2 separate regions of the Triticum aestivum genome follow, and region 1 is linked to region 2. The links are chromatin contacts, called in public Hi-C maps. All regions are on one chromosome and are shown on one strand. The core of a region is the stretch at or near the end of the contact, and the rest is flanking DNA. Distances in the headings are between cores, read along the strand shown.

Region 1 (3,244 bases), core at 87-2,586, 650 kb before region 2:
CCGTCGCCGTCACCGCTCGCCGTCGCTGCTCGCCGTCGCCGCTCGCCAGTTGGAGCACAGGTGCCCCATGGCCCCGCCCCTCTGATGCAGCAAAAAAATGGACCCCAGCAAATAAAAATCGACCCCTGCCGGTGCCTGGAGTTCGTCGCCGTTGCAGCTCCGCCGGGAAGCCACCGTAGTAGTCAGTTGCATCAATAGTGAGTTGCTGATTCAAGCTTTTTGTCGCGGTCTCTGGTTGAAGCTTTTCAGAAATACGGTTGAAGCTTTTCAGAAATACGGTTGAAGCTTTTCAGAATTATGGTTGAAGCTTTTCAGAAATACGGTTGAATCTTTTTGTCGCGGTCTCTGGTTGAAGCTTTTCAGAAATACGGTTGAAGCTTTTCAGAATTACGGTTGAAGCTTTTCAGAAATACGGTTGAAGCTTTTTGTCGCGGTCTCTCTGGTAGAAGCTTTTCAGAAATACGGTTGAAGCTTTTCAGAATTACGGTTGAAGCTTTTCAGAAATGCGGTTGAAGCTTTTCATGTCGACAATTGCATCTTTTTTCGTTGTGTACTCATGGGGGTGAAGCTTTCTATAGAGTTGGTTGAAGCCTTGTATAAATCGGGTTGAAGCTTTTCAATTCACAGTTGAAGCTTTCCAAGCCGATGGTTGTAGCTTTTTTTTCTTTCGTAGTGTTCGCATGAAACTTATCTATTTCGTCGGTTGAAGCTTTTTCAAATACAGTTTGAAGCTTTCGCATGAACGGCTGTAGCTTTTTCAGTTGCATGGTGGCTTCTAGCTCAGGCTCGCCGGTGCGGGGGGAACTTGTATAGGGGGAGGGGGGGGGCGAGGGGACCTGCACGGGATTGGGCTGGCCGGCGGCGGGATCTGAGGAAGGAAGAAGAGGGCCAGCAGGCGCTAGGCTGAGAGAGAAAAGAGGGGATCGGGAGCAGATCTGGTGGCGCGGATCCGAGCAGATCTGGCCGAGGGCAGCCGGATCCGCTGATTCCCATGGCGGCGGCGCCCTGGGAGGTCTCCGGTCGGCGAAGCTTGGCCATGGCAGCGGAGAGAGAGAGACAAGCGACGGGAAGAAGAGAAACAGGAGGGAGAAGACGCACGTGGGCGGGCCCTCCATCCTACGTGTCGGTAGGTGAGTCGCTCGGTACGTTCGCGCGTGGACGCGACCGGCCGAAGCTTCGGCCGGTGCCCCGTAGTGAAACGTTTCCCATAATATAAGGGGGCGATTATAAGATGGAAGGGTCCCTGTCGCTGTTGCGCCCGAGCGCCACCACACCCACTTGCCTTTCCTATTAGCTGCTTTGTGCTCTTGCGCCGTGGTCTCCCCTCCCCCCCCCCCCCCCCCCCCCCTCCCCTTGGCCTGTTCTTATCTGATCTCCCGTCTCCCCTCCTCTCCCTCGTGCCTTCTTCTCCCCACCTTTCCCCCACCCTCCCTCCGCTGTTTTTCTCTCCTCCCCTCCCTTCCTAGCTCTCCCAGGTCATGGCAAAGGTGAAAAGCGGATAAAACTAGCAAGTGGGAGATCGACGCAGGTGAGCTCATGCTGCCCTGCCATCTCCCTTTTGTGTTCATGTCTTCCTGCTGCATATGCTTCTTCTTCCTCATCTATCCTTTTATGATGTGTTTTGTCCGTGCTCTTGATTGGCTAGGGTGAGGGCCTGAGGTAGGCTAGCTATGCGACCATGCCTTGTTCTTTTGGGTATTTTTCTCTCTGGATAGATAGATAGATAGATATTTTCGGGGGTCCTAGAGTTGCTTCTGCAGCCGTTATCAATTCCAGTTTTTGCTTCTTCGCTCTCTTCTTTTTCATTGCTCCACGGAGATATTTTTGGATGAGTCCAATTCCCAGAGTTCCCTTCTTTCTTTTCTTCTGGAAATCTGGAATACGTAGCACCTGCGTTTTCGGAAGGATTTTATTTTGTTTTGTTTTGTCAGGCAGGAATGGAATGCTATTCCTGTTTTCTCTTATCAGGAGATGGAAAACTTCCCGTCTCTTCTCCGTTTTGATGCCTGCTTGATCCATTTTCTCTATTGTTTTCTTCCCCTTTTGTGGACTATACTACTGCTTTGTTTCCTTTTGGGTGAGCACATGGGTACATGTTCTTGTTTCCAACTGTCCATACCTGTTTGGCTAGGTACAAGTAAATATTTACATCTCCATAAAAGATGGCTTTCTTCCCTTGAAAAGTGTCTCCCCTGCTTTCTCATCATTTTGGCCAACCCCTGTGACTGATTGGATCAAAGCAATCTTTCATGAGGACGCTTAAACATGATTCAATTGTTTTTGTGACCTGCTAGGATTATATGGAAACAGTTCAGTTGTGTTTTGGTAAAACCCTGTGTGGACAATCATGTGTTCAATTTTCTGCCTTATTCTTCCATTGCTGTATTACTCCTATATGGTCATGCATAACACACCCATTTCCGTTAGTTATGCCGTCCGATATGATCATGTCACAGAGGAAAACAAGATAAGCTTCTGTTAGATTAGTTGCCTCTGCTAGTTGCGTGCGCTGCCTTCCTCGAGTTGATGATCTATAATTGTGAAGGAGAGGATCATAGCAGAGGTGTGTGTGGTGTGGGTTGGATAAGATCGAGTGCGTTTTGATTAGCCAAACACATGCAGGCCGGGCCTTCCGGCGCTTGCTTCAATCGGCAAACTTGCTTTTATGCCACATGATTGTCTCGGCTCCGGGTTATGTAGATCTGGGATGTTTTGTGAACTAATACTACTGCTCCAGCTGTTTTCTTTAAGGAGAAGACAGGAACTGGAGCACATACGTGTTAAGTCACCGTCTAATTACCTGATTAAGTTCCCTCAAAGAAAACTACCTGATTAAGATGCTCTAGTAAAGTATTATGGCTATTTTAAGCTTTATTGCTCTTAACTGTAATTGCCTCTTTAACACTAGTAATCTTGTTGCACATGTTGCCTAGTTATTGCGTTTACACTCAGCAAGCAATAAGTTGGTAATCCCCTCCTGGCCTTAAGTCTTGTAGTAATTAACCTGGCCTCTTTGCTTGCTTCTGTGCAGGTGAACACCCCAGCTACAAGTAGTAGAGGAAGTGGAATTTTATCTGTGGAGAAAAAGAGCTGCTTGAGTGACCATGATGGGAGGTGGGCTGCTGATGGATCAGGGCATGGCCTTCTCCGGCGTGCACAACTTCGTGGATCTGCTCCAGCAGAACGGCGCCGACAAGAACCTCGGCTTCGGCTCCCTTATGCCGCAGACTTCCTCCGGCGACCA
Region 2 (3,106 bases), core at 372-2,871:
GCCATGCCATGGAAGCTGGAGACATTCCCCATTAAATATCTAGGGCTGCAGTTGGGGATCAAACAACTCACGAGATCAGAGTGGCAGCCTATTGTGGATCAAGCGCTGAAGTTGATGCCAGGATGGCAGCGTGGCCTCGTCACCCGTCCCGGTCGCCTCCTTCTGGTGAACCAGGTGGTGAGGGCCAGACCCATACGCCACTTGATTGTGGCAGAGGCCCCGAAGTGGGCACTGGAGAGAGTGGATAAGGGATGTCGTGCCTTCTTCTGGGCAGGCTCGGAGGAAATCCAGGGAGGCCATTGTGTAGTTGCGTGGCGCCGGGTTTGCCGGCCTAAGCAGATGGGAGATCTCGGGGTGGTGGATCTCTATAAACATGGTATCGCCCTCAGACTTAGGTGGGAGTGGTTGAAGCGCACCGACAGCTAGCGTCCTTGGCAGGGGCTCAGTTACTGCTCCGACAAGCATGTCAGGATGGCCTTCGACAGCCTGTTCAAGTGGGAAGTCGGGGAAGGTTCGACGACTTTGTTCTGGCGTGATCGCTGGATCTGTGGCTCCTGTGTGAAGGAGATTGCCCCGCTACTTGTTGGCAAAGTGCGGCAGCAGGTAGTTAATAAGAGGAAAGTGAAAGATGCATTGTATCTTCACGGGTGGACGCAAGATATCATGGGAGAGATGAATACCGAGGAGCTCTCGCAGTTCATTAGGCTGTGGGAGGTGCTGGTAGACATTGAGCTCACTCCTGGCTCGGAGGACACACCCATCTGGCAATGGGATGCTACAGGCAAGTACTCGACAAAATCAGCGTACAAAATGATGTGTGAGGGAGGAGTACGATTTCAATGTGCTTCGGCTGTCTGGCGCAGTTGGGCTACGATGACCTGCAAGCTCTTCATTTGGCTTGCACTTCAGCACAGAGTGTGGACTTCGGACCGCAGACAGGGGCATGGGTTGCAAGATCATAGCTCGGCATGTTACCTTTGTGACCAAGAAGAGGACAATATGGATCACATACTCATGCAATGTGTATATGCGAGACAAGTGTGGTTTTTGTGTTTCAGAAGGCTGGGCGTGGACGAAGCTTTGATCCCAACCACGGAAGACACACTAGGTGATTGGTGGGTGTCTGCCAGAAAGCGAATTGACAAGAGATACCGGAGAGGATTCGACACAATCTGCATTTCTGTATGCTGAAATCTATGGAAGCAGAGAAATGGCAGAGTCTTTCGCAACAGCAACATCACCAACGAATGGGGAGCAGACGATCTTGTCCACCAGGAACTTAGGCTATGGGCCTTGTCGAGAGGGAAAGGAGTTCTACATTGTATAGAGTAGTAGCCTAGCGTGTGGAGTGGAGGGATGGACGTGCATACCGTGTGTGATAGTGCATTCCGTCGTATGTAATTCTTGTACATAACTCTTTTCGTCTATAAAGCTGGGGTACGCAATTTGGGTACGAGAAAAATCGAGCTCTTTGAGGAAAGCGGCAAAAGGGCAGCGACCGCAATGGGGTGGCAGTGCGTGCGTCCTTGCGTGGATCTGGAATGGAAAGAGGCCGTTCCTCGGTTCCTGCCGCACCGCATCCGTCCAAGCGCAACAGTCCCGTTCGACGCCCAAGCCCAGATCCACCCCCACGCGACACCCCCACCCGAGGCAGGAGACCGCGGCCGCCACTGACCCATCCCCACATACCAGTACCACACACGTATCCCCACCTCCTCAGATCCGAGCGCCATGGCCGCCCACCCCCACCCGCATTGCTATGCCTACCGCTAGCGCCTCCATGGCCGCCGCCGCCTCCTGCCGGAGCCCACTCGTCTGGTTCTTCTCCCTCGCCGCCGCGCTCTTCTTCGCCTCCTGGTACCTCCTCCTCGACTCCGCCGCCGCCCCGGCCGCGCTCGATGCCCACCGCCAGGGCCTCCGCCCCGCCTCTCCAGGCAGGAAATGCGATCCGGACAAGGCACTGCTGCGCGTCTACATGTACGACCTGCCCCTCGAGTTCCACTTCGGCATGCTCGACTGGGAGCCCGGGAGCGGCGGCGGCGGCGGCCTTTGGCCGGACGTCAGGCACGGCGTGCCGGAGTACCCAGGAGGGCTCAACCTGCAGCACAGCATAGAGTACTGGCTCACGCTGGACCTCCTCGCCTCCGAGCAGGGCGCGCCCACGCCGTGCAACGCCGTCCGGGTGCGCGACCCCGCCAGGGCCGACGTCGTCTTCGTGCCCTTCTTCGCCTCCCTCAGCTTCAACCGCCACTCCAAGGTCGTGCCGCCCGCGCGGACCAGCGAGGACCGGGCGCTGCAGCGGAGGCTGATCGACTTCCTCGCCGCGCGGCCGGAGTGGCAGAGGTCCGGCGGGAGGGACCACGTTGTGCTCGCGCACCACCCCAACGGGATGCTCGACGCGCGCTACAAGCTCTGGCCCTGCGTCTTCGTGCTCTGCGACTTCGGGAGGTACCCACACAGCGTCGCCAACATCGACAAGGACGTCATCGCCCCGTACCGGCATGTCGTCGACAACTTCTTCAATGACTCCACCGGCTACCACGACCGGCCGACCTTGCTCTACTTCCAAGGCGCCATTTACAGGAAAGATGTGAGTACCCTTTGATGAAGCTTACTAGTTTTAGCTTAAGCAGGGAAAAATCGTGGTGTGATTAGTCAACTTCCATTTTTAATAATAATATATAGCCATTTGGTTTTAAAACTTGCTTTGCATGTGTCGTTTCCCTACATAGATTTGAGAATGTTTGCCATGTACTGGTACTATTTAACCGATTTAAGTTTCAGTCAGTAGCACGATCCTAAGCTAGCACAACCTCATCTGTAGTCTGGAGTCTGGACACCCTCCGTGGTACTTGATTTGGACTTCAATGATTCTGGCTACGGGAAATATCCTAGTTGCAATTAATTGTCATTGGATTGCCTTGTTCACTATCCAGCTGAGTTTGGTTCGCTATCACCTCTTTCATGTGACTGTTACCTACTTATAAGCCCCATTTATGTTATAGCTCTAGGGTTTGATACTTAAGAGGTTCTATAATCTGATAAGGTTGATAATCCAAAATTGTGATTGTCGCTTTCACACATTTGTGGCACTAGTGTATAATAT

What was found. A called contact is a pair of places that touch in the nucleus more often than the background predicts.
Region 1: a Hi-C map of leaf shows a contact between it and region 2, with 2.9 times the contacts expected there. The contact joins the promoter of LOC123092263 here to the promoter of LOC123092262 in region 2. A contact is called at or near these places in 2 of 5 Hi-C or Micro-C datasets (both in leaf).

Annotation. Positions count from the first base shown.
Region 1 is chr4B:383,565,605-383,568,848 of IWGSC CS RefSeq v2.1, reverse strand. LOC123092263 (protein ETHYLENE-INSENSITIVE 3-like 1a) reads left to right here and starts at 1,336. Exons shown (of 2, transcript XM_044513974.1): 1 at 1,336-1,528; 2 at 3,032-3,244. The coding sequence starts at 3,105.
Region 2 is chr4B:382,917,195-382,920,300 of IWGSC CS RefSeq v2.1, reverse strand. LOC123092262 (probable arabinosyltransferase ARAD1) reads left to right here and starts at 1,621. Exons shown (of 2, transcript XM_044513973.1): 1 at 1,621-2,590. The coding sequence starts at 1,760.